Linked DNA regions of Zea mays: region 1 is linked to region 2. The links are chromatin contacts, called in public Hi-C maps. All regions are on one chromosome and are shown on one strand. Each heading gives the region's core, a stretch centred on a gene start, on an enhancer-like site or on the middle of the called end of the contact. The rest is flanking DNA. Distances are from core to core; before and after follow the strand shown.

The links. Hi-C and Micro-C count contacts between places; a contact is called where the count stands out from the background.
Region 1: a contact with region 2 is called in a Hi-C map of endosperm, with 3 times the contacts expected there. The contact joins the promoter of LOC103635380 here to the promoter of LOC100382356 in region 2. A contact is called at or near these places in 7 of 25 Hi-C or Micro-C datasets (bundle sheath, ear, endosperm and 3 more) and 1 of 3 datasets of contacts at active chromatin or transcription factors (leaf).

Annotation. Positions count from the first base shown.
Region 1 is chr8:75,531,595-75,538,312 of Zm-B73-REFERENCE-NAM-5.0, forward strand. LOC103635380 (zinc-finger homeodomain protein 6) reads left to right here and starts at 3,701. Exons shown (of 1, transcript XM_008657844.3): 1 at 3,701-5,210. The coding sequence starts at 4,004. The coding sequence ends at 4,768. It overlaps LOC100194229 (DNA glycosylase superfamily protein), which reads left to right. Exons shown (of 1, transcript NM_001139270.2): 1 at 1-79. It overlaps LOC103635379 (a long non-coding RNA gene), which reads right to left. Exons shown (of 4, transcript XR_004851976.1): 2 at 6,319-6,696; 3 at 6,032-6,111; 4 at 5,415-5,775.
Region 2 is chr8:75,122,068-75,128,686 of Zm-B73-REFERENCE-NAM-5.0, forward strand. It overlaps LOC100382356, which reads right to left and starts at 2,432. Exons shown (of 14, transcript NM_001175102.1): 1 at 2,259-2,432; 2 at 1,670-1,814; 3 at 1,058-1,125; 4 at 919-972; 5 at 736-819; 6 at 488-573; 7 at 28-108. The coding sequence starts at 2,350.

The DNA of each region.
Region 1 (6,718 bases), core at 2,451-4,950, 410 kb after region 2:
GTTGTTTATCTGTGTCAAGAATCTGTGAAGATCATGGTTGGCTGTTGTTTACAATGTAAAAATCACCTAGTAGTATTTTAGAACCTCCTGGAATTGTTCCATGCTTCATACTAGTGTCCACCTGTTATAAAATGATTAAGGCCTTGTTCGTTTGTGTCGGATTGGTGGGTCGGAACAATTCCCAATTCCCGGCTGGATTGCTTCTCTAATTTATATAAACTTTGATTAGCCGGAACGATTCCGGGTGCAATCCGACGCAAACGAACAAGCCGTAAGGGCCTGTTCGGTTCTTGGGGATTAGCCACCCGGAACTATTCCTAGCCGAATTGGTTACCTAATTTATATAAGGTTTGATTAGCTGGAACAATTCCGGGATGAATCCCGGGCTAAGCGAACATGCTCTAAGAGCATGCTCTGTTGTTAAGCATGGAATTGTTCCATGCTTGACCCAAGGCCCATCTAATTCTAAATCAAAATTGGGCTCTTCTCGTTTGCTCATGACTTTGGGTTTTAGAAACTAAAATAACACAGGCTATGCAAAGACATATTATGATGATTACATTTGGGGTTTTCAAGCTTCCATATGGATTTGTTTGATACAACACCAGTAACATAGGTTCTTTCAAAATCAGTTATGTCGAACTTGGTGTGGTTTACTGCACGTGTACTTCTGGCGAGGGCACGCTCACTTTAGGGAATGTTACAAGAGCTCCTCCCAATTGCTTGTGGCTTTCGGTATTAGAAGACTTTCGATATTATAAGCCGAAATAATATTGGTTGTCGAAGAAACAGACAGAAATTGATTAAAGTTATGACGTTTTGGATCTTTTGAAGATTGCCTATTGATTTGTTTGACACGATGCTGGCAAAATGGGTTCTGTCATTCAGTTTATCCTGTTTTTTTTATATTCTGTTACATGGGAAATTTTTTGAGGGCATGTACATTTTTATGGAATGTTATAAGAGCTCCTCCCTGTTGCTCGACATTGGTTATCGAAGAAACAGAAAGCTTGATTAAAGTTACTATGTTTTGGATTTTTTTTGAAGCTTGCCTGTTGATGATACAGTGCCGGCAAAATGAGTTCTGCCAAAATTCAGTTATATAGGAATTTCTGTAGTTTATTGCGTTTTAAGATTCTATTACACACTTCGTTTTGTTTTGCGAGCACTCAGTCGGTTTTACGGAATGTTATTCCAACTACTACTAGTGACCTTCGATTTTAGAAAGTGAAAAAAAAAACATATGATAAATCGAAAGGAACAGAATTTTTGGTTAATAATGTACTAATCGTTTGCTCTCCATACTCCATGGCTCCATTGCCAACTTGGTTGTTTTAGGGCATTGTCGTCCTAGTCTTAAGTCTTATTTGAATCCATTAGCTGATAGTATTTAGCTATCTGATTTGGTCCTGCTACTGAGATGGTTGTTTGGTTCCAAAAGAGATAATTATTAAGCAAGACAAGGACCAACAACATTTAGGTGGGGCACGCTTCATAGAAGACTAACTTGACAGATTGAGCCATTTGTGCGAGATATGTTGTTGGCTTCCTCGAGCGTCTTGTGATTTGAGCATCTCTTTCTCTTCCGAGCTGTGCGCCTTGTGAAACAGCAGCCTCTCCAAGTTATTCTTCACCTTTTCTAGACACAAATCTTCCTTTCCTGTTGGGCACAGCAGGCTCCACCCTAGCATTATTGCTACCTGCCTCAGTAGCAATCTCATATCCTTTAAACAGTTTCCTGGAAGCATATATTTGTTTCTTAACCGGACAGAATTTGGAAAATGTATTTTTGGCGAAGATTACATCAGGAGCACCTCCCCAGCATGGCACAGCCCCACACCATAGATCAGCACCATCTAGAGGCTGAGACATTTTGTTAGGAACATGGAGTAGTTTAGGGCTAGTTTGGAAGTTTAAAACTCGGAGGGGATTGAAGGGGCTAAAATCCTCTTATTCAAATTTGAATACGGAGTGCATTTTAGCCTCTCCAATCCCCTCTGGATTTAAGGCTTCTAAACTAGCCCTTATTGGCTTTCCAAGGATTTTCACATGTGGGTCAGCGTTCTTGCTTGCTGCTGGCTACCTCTCTCGTGCGGCTCCGTGTAAACCTTCTGGTTTTGGCTGTAGGGGAATGTGCATGGCAGCAGCATTCGGTGAAGTGCATGTGTTTGCAGCTGTATATTCTTTGGCATGGCCTCAATCAATGTTTGTGGTCCTATTATTTTCTTCATCTTTTCTTTCTTTTTAATTGAAAAATCTCCATTCTCCATTGCTGAGCCTCCTGTTGCTGTTACTGTTAGGTATACATACTACACTCTAATGTATAAATAAAGGTGCAAGTGTCAAATGGGCCATGCAGTTGTCCAAATGTTTTTATTTTTGGATTATGTTGGTGATACGGCAGGGTTGTGGTAATGGTGGTCCGTAGCAATCTGTTGTCACGGCCCCTACCAGGCAGTGGCATCGGGCCGTTGCCTAAATGGGCGTCTGTCTTATGCATGGCCCACTGTTTTAGGTCACGCTAGTCTAGAAAGCACGGCTAAATTAGTAGGCTGGGCCGGTCCATAGCCCGGTAATCCTAGATCTACCACATCATCTATATTCAGTGTTCTGTTTTCAAATCTCAATTCAAATATGGAAATTACAGGTAGGCTACCAATCGCCATCGTCTCTTCTCAATAATCCTGCTCGTCAAATTAAAGGAAAAAAGCAGTCTTTTAAAATTTCCGGCTACCAATCGCCATCGTCTCTTCTCAATAATCCTGCTCGTCAAATTATAGGTAGGCTGTAAAAACAAATAGGGTTAAGGTTACATTACCAGCTGATACGAGGTCCAGAGGCCAGAGAAGAAGATAAAATGGTGACATGGCCCTCGACGGACGATGAATGCATCAGGACCGAGAGGCAGATGAGCATTGCCTTCCATTGCAGAATTGTATGGCTCCTTCCAGCGAATAGGAGCATTGCTTGCAGACTACATATATAGTTTATATAAATTGGCAATCCAACGAGGGCTTTTGGTTGGTCTTGACGTACGTATGTATCCGGTTTCAACTGTTACTCTGTTCTTCAAGCCAAGCCTAGTATGGGAGACGCGTCGCAGGCCCTGCGCTGCTCTCGTAGTTGTGGTCTCGTCTCTCGAGAGAAATATCTGGCTCCGGTCCGGCTGAGGAGCGGGAGCCGGTCAACGAAATGACGCGGTGGCGTTGCAGCCCCGCACGGCAGCACGCGCGACTCCTGCTCCCCGTGGAAGCGTCGCTGTTGACAAGGGCCTGCACGGACAGCACGGCTGCCCTCCATCCCATTCCCATAGATTATTATATACGTGTAAATTTCTAGTAGTAGGTTGGCGCCACGGCCTAGACAGCGGCCGCGCCGTTCCCCGATGGCCGTCCCGATCCGACGGCCATAAACCCACCCGGGCCGGGCGGCCGGGCCCGTGGCTACAGCGGCGGCGGTGGTACTGGTACGGTGGTACCTGCCGCGCTGCCGCCCAATTCTCTCCGGCTGCATCATTAAAGCCTGGGGCCCGCGTGGCATGGGTACGGGACGGGACGGGAGGTCAGGGTCACCCCTGCCCATGTCGGTCGCTGCACTGCACACCGCCACCGCGGACCGCCGGGTAGGAAACAAAAGCGCCATTTCCCAGCTCAGGCATGCAGCCCGGACCCCCCCCCCCCCCCCCCCCCCCCCCCACCACCACTCGCCTCGCCGCAGGCGGTCACGATCAATGCCGCATCCCTCCGCTGCCGGCCTGCTCACACAGCCTCCTCTTCCTCCAGTCCTCCTCCCACGCACCACGGGCGAACAAAAGCACAAAAGCCAACCCACACCGCACCACCCCTACTACCCCTAGGAAACGACGACCGCAACTACATACCAGCCAGCCGACCCGACCCCCAGCAGTCTTGCAGGCTACAGCCCCTGCGGCACCAGAGGGAGCGGCCGCGGCAGGGCGTCCTCGTCGCCGCGGCAGGGCGCTAGGGCAGGCAGGCATGCGCTGATGGAATTCACGGCCCAGGAGGGGGAGGAGCCCGTCTCGGAGGAGATGGGCGCGAGCTCCGCGCCGCCGCCCTGCCTCGGCCCCGGCCGCGGCCCGGGGAACCAGAACCACGCCGCCGAGGCGACGTACCACGAGTGTCTGCGCAACCACGCGGCGGCGCTGGGCGGACACGTCGTCGATGGCTGCGGCGAGTTCATGCCCGAGGACGCCGACAGGCTCAAGTGCGCAGCCTGCGGCTGCCACCGCAGCTTCCACCGCAAGGGCGACGCGGGGCGCCGCCACCAGCTCCTGCTGCCGCCGCCCGCCGCGGCGGTCCCGCGCGTCCCGCTGCTCCTGCCTCCGCCCCACCCCTACGCGGCCGGCGCTGCCCACCCCCACTACGCGTCGCCGCCGCTGTTCCCGTACCACGGCACGCCCAGCGGCACCACGACCGAGTCGTCCAGCGAGGAGCGTGGCCCGCCGTCCGGGTTCGCCGCCGCGCCGCACGCGCACGCGCAGGGCCACGTCCGGCGGAAGCGGATCCGGACCAAGTTCACGCCGGAGCAGAAGGAGCAGATGCTGGCGTTCGCGGAACGCCTCGGCTGGCGGATGCAGAAGCAGGACGACGCGCTGGTGCAGCACTTCTGCGACCAGGTCGGCGTCCGGCGGCAGGTCTTCAAGGTCTGGATGCACAACAACAAGCACATCGGCAGCGGCGGCAGGAGGCAGCCGCCGCCGCACCTGCCGCCTCCCGAGGGGCAGCAACAGCCCCAGCAGCCCCAGTAGCCACGGTGGGAGACAAGGCTCAGCAGTCAGCAGCACCACCACCACCACCACCATTTGCTTAATCCCCCGCCTCATTTTTTTATGGGCTCCGAGAGGGGGTGTGGGATTAAACAAGGGAAGTCAGGAGGGGTTCCTATCCTTTCTTCCCTTCCGTTTTTGGGTTCACCTTATCCTTGATTTTTTGTAGTCACTTCACGTCTTCACCATCCTCTTTTGCTTCACGATTCTTGCTTGCATATCTTTGGTTTTATTCTGTTCTTACTAGCTTGGGGGATCAATTGGAAGGAGGAGGAGGCACTGTGCATGTTTTGTAGCTACAATCCTGCTACCTTATTGCCATTTAGCCCCCTTCGGCGAGCAAGGTTAACCAATCTAAATTCCGATCTATATTTCCATCTTCACTTAATCTGTTAATCAATAGCGAATATAGCCGGTGGTCTCTCCTCCCTTCTAATGCAGCACTTTTTTCCATTTAGCTCAAGCTTCCAACCCAGCATAAACTAATGGCCAAAATGGCATGAGTTCATGATAAGCTATTAATCTTGAGTTCTCTTCAGCCAATTGCTAATTAGAGAGCAGCATGCAATACCTGTAGCTAGGATATACTGTGTGTGTGTGTGGAGGGGGGCCTGGATGAAATATAGTGGAAAACAATGCTTGCATGCAGATTTTATTATCTGTGACACCGCCATTAGAGAGACTCGAGGTTGCATGAAATACTCGTACCTTTCACACACTCTCTCTCTCTCTGTTTGCCATTCAATTGGAGGTGTACTTGCATGCTGTGGTGTTTAAGCTTAAACTGTACTTGGCTCTAGATGCATCCCATGCTGCCATGCATGGAGCGAGTGTCATTGTCCAGACCTGATTGATTCCATTAATGGAGGGCTGGAGCTCCAAGTCACGTACTCACATGGCTGCTGTAGTGCTGTCGCCGCCTCTACCTTCCAGAACCTAAGGATTTACAAGGATTTCGATTCATGATGATAGGGCCATCACCCATGCTGCTGCAAGAGATGAGGCGGTGAGAGGCAGATAAGGATGCAATGAATGCGCTCCAAGAAAATTGCAAGGCATGGGGATAAACGGATAACTGGGAAATTTGGCATATCCAGATGTGATACTGGATATTTTGATCAACAATATATTCAACTACGGTATCGAGTAACAAGTTTTAGCATAGAAAGGTTCCCGCCGTGAAAAAAAAGTAGAACGCAATTAACTAGCTGTGTGAGCTGCAGACTTGTAAGCAATGTTACTCACAGGCAGTAGCGCCGCGGTGTTGAGAAGCAAGCCAACTCGTGCGCTTCCTTGGCCCTTAGGAGTTGAGATATGCCATCGTGCTGAAAAATAGGATGATTAACAGCAATAACGCAGCAAGCTAACAATGTTGAGTGAGCTGGATTTTGTAGGGGCATAGGCCTTGGATTGGGTACGAATTCTTAACATATTTCCATTAGATTCAGAGATTCCAGAATGTAACCAGTTCCGATGGGATTATATATAGGATCGAACGAAACTCAAGACGGATGTCATTAAGGGTGACTAACCTTCTTTCTCGCTTGCAGGCATTGAGGCATGTGCTTGCTGAAGTTGATTTGGACCGGTTTGACCACGTTGAGCGCATGCCAGACCCTATGCCAAAGCCAGCTTGCTAATTGTGTTGCTCTCTCTCACCACAGTCTAGACCATGACTTTGTAGTTTGCAAGCATCTGTTCATCACATGTTTGACTAGTAACCGAAAATGTCAACAACGGCTGCTGAGGCCAAGATATTGCTCTGGCTCCGCCTTATCTACAGGCAGGTGTTATTTACTGTGTTTTACACCTATCCAGCTCAATTTGCTACCTGGAGCTTGAATTGCCCAAACTAATAGAAAATGGTGAAAAGATCACATGTTAATACCTACCTAATGTATTGATCTCATCTGCAGAATCAGGTGAATTGCT
Region 2 (6,619 bases), core at 1,182-3,681:
CGGACCATTTAGCCTGGTAACACTCACTAAGTGGCTTGTATTGTACTCCTGCAGATAAGCTCCCTTTTCTCCCAACCAACCATGCACCAAAGGGTACCTCACTGGGTACTGCAAATAAACGAATTAGCATGACAAGTTAGACTTGAAAATAACCACATAAGAATATTATTAAGGAACAATCCAATACATTAAGTCGAATCAAAACCATGGAGATGCATCTACTTGTTATATCATCCTTAATGAAATTCAATAAATAACAACAACGGCACTTAAGGCCTGTTTGGTTGGCCACCGCCCACGCCACAGCACGCCACAGATTTGCCGCCGGAGTTGTGGCGGCCAAATCGAGCGCCGCTGCTTAGGCAGGCTGTGGCAGCTTCGGCGCCACACCAAACAGACCCTTAATCCCGAGCAAGTTGGGGTAGCAAACCACCAACAAAAAGATAGAAAAGAAAAGGAGGTGTATTAGCAGTAGATAAATGTATACAGGAAATTGGCACAAAGGATGCTCCAACAGATAAATTCTCTGAACCATATCTTACACCCATGACCCCATAGTCTTCTGAACGCACCCTGCAAAAAAAACACAAACATAACTTAACAGAATAAAATATAGTTAACATTGGTCCAGAAAAAAATCTTCAACAATCAACATTAAAGTTTCTGGAAAGCTATATAACAGCCTTTGCATTATTTGGAAACAGAAACAAGATATATGGCCTCACACCTACCTACCTGTTCCCCATTAGCAAAGGTAATGTTCCAAAGGCACCAATACGATACTTAGGATGATATGCACATAATCTCAGCTGCAGCAAGCTTCAAAAAAGGAGGTGCGCAAATTGTTATTGACGTGTTTTTCATACATAAAAATGCTGACAAAGACTATTATAGCCCATCGAACCAGAAAGTGCTTACGGATTTGAAGTTGACACAAGAAGGTCCACAAAGGTATGGGGGTCATCCAGCTCTCTAAACGAAGTCAACTGTTTTTGTTAGTATAACAAAGGTAGAACTAATATGAAGAGTTTAGAAGCTATGGGTATCCAGTATCCACCTCTGCCAGCGAAATAAAGCATCCCCTTTTACTTCTGTTCCACTGTTTCTATCAGCAGCAGCAGACACCTAGTGACATTAAGGTAGGCAAAAGCTTTTTGTGAAGTAACAAAATATTTAAAAATGGATGAATTGGAACGAAATCTCCTGCAGCTATAATCAGTGGCTTTATGGACACGCGATTGCACTAAAAGGCACCATTTCAAAGTCTGGCACAAGGTTATATGTAATATCAACAAATATATATGTGAAGACCTCAGCTTGTGGCACTATGCAACATCCAGAGAAGACTGTTATCATAATTGAAAACAAGCATAGGGAGCATCAACAGATTGTCCTTTTCCAGAAGAGAAGTCAATAGGCCAGTAGATGTTTTAATAACAATGGCATGCTAATGACAACTAGAGATGTGAATTGGTGATTCTTCGAAAGAAATATAAATGAAAAGGGGTGAAAATGGTAGCAGCATGAACAAATAAAAAATCTGAAAATAGGGCTCAGTTGGTGATCCATTTAGAATCAATCATATCCTGAATAGACAGGTACCATGATATTGAAAGGATGAAGGAACAGAAGACGCAGCAGAAATGATAAGTAATGTTTGACAGGATACAGTAGCAATCAAATCAACGTGAGGATCTTCAAGCGGCTTCAACATGATCCTTGAGGTCATATTCCCAGCTTGATCAAAGTAGTCCTCAAACAGATTGTGCAGGGAGACTTTCCCAAACATTAGCTCATATGCTGGCACCGCCATCCTGCATGTTCAATACTGGTGCAATGAAGAACCAAGGCTGACATAAATGCCACCCTAAGTGCAATGTAGTGATGTTTCATCCTTCCAGTGGACTAAAACTAACTTTATACCCTTATGGACTATGCAGGAAAAGGCATCTGCCAGAGATGTGCGTGCTCCAAGAAAAAGCAAGCTACCAGAATTGAGACGAGCAACAGTACTGCCAACTGGTGTCAGCGATCTGGCGCATTTCACCAATCCACAGTTCCATTTCACAATACGCGAGCGATCAATCGCGATTGCTTGACAAGCATGATTAATCACGACGATTCAACCGTCTAGTCTAACAGTTATGCAGAGCGTACGGCGATTCGTGCACACTGAGGCTACCAACCAATTGGCTTCCCTGCCTCACAGGTCACAAAACAGAAGGGTCCGAATGGAGGAGAGAAGGGAAGCGGCGAACCTGGTGCGGGCAGCGATGGGAGGGTAGTCGAAGAGCGGCGGCACCAGCACCATGGGCGGCGGCGGTTCCGCCTTGCTGAAGAACATCCCCATATCGCCCTCGGCTCACCGATCCACAGGAGTTCTGCAGCGCCTCACACCCTCTTCCTCCTCCTCCCTTGAACTCACCGCGGCCGCCTCTTTTTGCGGCGGCGGCGAAACACCGATGCAGCGATTCAATTGTTCCGGATCGGCGGTGGCTCCGCTGCAATACAGGCTAGTTCAAGGGTAACGGCCGCTTTTGCGCAACGGTAATACAGGCTAGTTCAAGGGGCTCGCTGTAAACTGCCGCTTTTGTGCAGATCCCCACCGCTAAATCCCGATCGCACGGCCGACTGAGCAAGTGGATTTGGGAACGGCTCGCTGATCAAACTTACACAGGCACATTCTCTCACACACTGACACACACGTGAGCTCTTTGCCTCTCTTGTTGAACATTGGTTTCTTATGTTTATAGTGTGGTTGTTTATTCTAAATTTAATCGTACATTATATTACGTTCTAATCGATAAGAATAAAATACACCAGTTTTAAAATTTGAATTGAGTTTTTTTTGCGTTTTGCTTTATTTCTTATATGTTGATTAATTATTCATTATTTTTGTGGTCGTCACCATCCCTGTTATAGTTGTCCACCTTGTTCAACATTTAGATGTGGACTTGAATCTATCTCGTTCATAACACTTAGAATAAATATTAGTTTTCTAGTTGTCTTAATTTAAAACATATGTATAAGACCGTCCGCAGCACATGCCGCGCGGTGCCCTCTCTCCTAGCACTGTACACGCGTAGGGGGCCTCTACGCGAGCAGCTGTGGCCTCCAAATGGCCCCCTACGCGTTGCAGTGCTAGGGGATGCCGCGCCGCTCCCCCAGATCAAGGGGAGCACTGTAGCGCCCCCTTGCACAGTGCTCCCCTATTTAATAGTTGAAAAAAATAGTAATAAAAGATGAAAAGAGTTAGATAATAATATTTTATAGTTGTAGTGGGTATAGGGAGATAATATAGGGGGAATCACTGCGGGAGATGAAAATTTAGAGGGTGAAATGTTGATAATGTGACGCAAAAAAATGATATAGTGGGAAAATTTAGAGATCACCGCTGCGGACAATCTAAAAGCTTTCAGGTCTTCTGGTGCGAGGGGCTACAACCTTAGCGTAAGCTAAACTAATAATCCCTCCTTAGCATAGAGCCTTAGAGGCATATGGTAAGGATTATATGAACTAATATCAAACATGTCTATAAAGGACTACACATCTTTATATATTGAATTTGTACCCACTTATAATAGTAATAAGGAAAGAGTTCTCGTATATTATTTTGTTCTTGTCTTGCCACCAAAAGAAAAGAAAAAGATAATGGATCTTTTATGTCTCCTCGCGCCTTCAATACTAGAGCCCTTTAGTCTATCTCCAGCAGATCCCATATTTTTATAAGGAACGATATCAAAAGACTAACAAAGGTTAGACCCATCATTTTAGGACATCTAAACTTAGACTACGGGCAGAAGTAGTTTAACTAGCTCTCTAAATTACTTTACTAGATTAACTTATATAGCACACCAGCTAAATAGACATCACATCTTTATATGATTTAAAACATATAGCATTAGCACATATCATAGAACTCCACAAGATCCTTGATAAAATTGAAATAGACGGAAATGGAAGCGACATAGGGTTCATTATTCTTACTAACCTACTTGCTTAGGTTCAAAATCACGGTTTAGCTCATGACAAACACCTGGGGTGTTACATAGTTGAAGGAACTGGTCAGGCAAGAGATATATAAAAGGTGAGCTTGGCTCAATCCCTAACTCAAACTCACTGTTAATCGCATACTGCCTCATAGCAAGTCTGGATTCTTTCATGTCCTTTACAAACTACCAAGCTTCTTTACTAGATTAGACCGGTTGCAAACTAATATCCTTTCAAGTGGTAAACAATCAGTGCAAGGCAATGCAACTGTTTCATCATCGAATTCATCACTTCTTCGAACACCAAAAGGTCTACTTGTAAAAGCATCTTGCCTTGCACTAGTTTCACGCTCATCTTCTTCCTGTAATCCCAACTTGTCATACATCAACAACTCTGAAGCAACCTCTTTACTCGATTTCTAATGACCCCCGATCAAATTCGGGGACCTATAAATCAACACATTTGTGTTATGTAAACCATTGCCCTGTGCTTGTTACACATAAATGAAAATGTGATACACATTAAACAAATAATTGAATCGAACTCACCTCTGGTCTAGTTCTAGCCGCTGGATCTAAAGCTCCCATGTTCAGACCAAAAAACAAGGAATCCAACACATTCACAACACACATTGCTTCACAACGGGAAATCAGAGGGAGAGATAACAACGGGGAATGTGGATAGGGAGAGATCAGAAAAAGAGATTGAAGTGGTTGCTCACAATCAGGAAATGCCGAGGCTGGTGGCTGGGCACCCTTCTCCATGGCGGCTCAGTGGGACATCACTCAGTAGCATGGCACGCACGTTCCTCCGATCTGTGTCCTCGATGGCTAGCGACAGGAAACGGTGGAGGAGTACCTCGGCTAGCGGCTGCCTCGACTCTACGGTATGGGGTGCACGAAAACAAGACTAAATAGAAAGGCATATTAGTCCTATAGTCCACGGTCTGACGCCTACAACTGTTAGCAAATTCTAATGTCCCGCTCTTTCTCAAATGATCATTTTCTGCCGAGTGGTTCACTTCCATAATACCAAAAGAGCGTGCAGAGTAATAGAGTGGCGAAGCCACCAGACGAGGATGTTACAATCCCAATTATCTCCACCACAAATTCATGTTTAGGGCTAGTTTTAGAACTCTATTTTTTCAATAGATTTCTATTTTTTCCAAGAAAACTAAACTAATTTCTATTGAGAAAATAGAAATCTCACCAAAAAAATAAGCTTCCAAAACTAGCTCTTAATGATATCCAAACATTTTTAGGTACAAGGCCGTTATGTGGATTGGGCGGCGCCGCCCACGAGGTCAAGTTTAAGATTAATGGGCCGATTAAGCATTGTGCCACATGGACCAAAAGACTAAGAGCTAGCCATTGTGAAACGATTAAGTGAGTCGTCAGGCAGACAGCTGGCGCCTTGGCTGTTTGGCGCCCTGCTCCTCCATGAATCCATCCAGAGGCCCAGAGCTTGTCTCTGCTATGCTATGATGCATTCCCCTCTCCGGTCGCAGCGGCAGCGGCTGCGATGGTCAGATCTGTTGAGAAACCCTAATGAAGGGTTATGTGGGCAAATACCGAATATGCCCCTGAGGGCAATCACGTTTCTATATATAGAACATGTACCCCCTCATATGGAATAGAGATCAGAAAGAGGCCAGAGGCCCAACCCTATATTCAGTGTCTCGTGTGTTTCATCTGTCATGCTTATGGGAAGGGAGACGGGTTCTCTACATCTTCTTGCGCCTCTACTGCTGACGGGAGGGAAGGGAGCGGATCTCGTGATCTGTGGTAACGTAGTTCTCAACACGTTATCAGCACGCTCTACCTCGACGTTGCCGCGGGATTAGATCTGCATCAACATCATATTCGTGGAGCGGCGAGATCCAGTCGACCGCAAGACCACGACGCAGGCGCTTCTATGACATCCATCTTCCCCGCCGCGGTCGACACCTATGGCAGTCCTGCATGGCCGCGAGAGTCCGCCGCCATGCGCGGCTAATCGCGCCCATCTCAACGGCCCAAGGCCATGGCGATTGGCCAGCGCCCCCCCCCCACGCCATCAGCTACTCGCCGTATTGCGTGCCGACCCTGTGTGGCCTCCGCGCTCATGGTCGCGTTGCACTCCATACTGCTGTCATCGATCAACGAACCACATCGTCTTCGATGGCCATGGCGTTGCTGGAGCCTACTACGTCGGATTCACGCGGGACACGCTTCCGCCCCTCCTACTCGCCCTTACGCTGCAGGCGACGGCACACGGGCCAAGCGCACGTCGTCGGCGCTAATCCAGCCTGCTGACTTCGCACACAGCGCTCCAAGCACCACTACGTCGTGCTGCGGGACACCGTGGGGCTGCAGGCCATCCTGGCAAGCCTCCCGCCGGTCTCGCGTTCTCCACCGTCTTTGGTACGTATACGTAATATGCTCTTTACCACAGAATAGTCTCGCATCACATGCAATGGCAGTGCTGGCATGCGGTCCGTGATTGCAGCCTAGTGCATGCAATAGTTGGGCGCAGCTGCCTTTGTTTTTTTTCACGGCACCCCGTGGTCCCCTCGATGGCCACGAAATTATGCATGTGTTGGTTAGAGATCCTAATTAAGTGGCTTTGAACGAGTGGTCCTAGCGGCCTG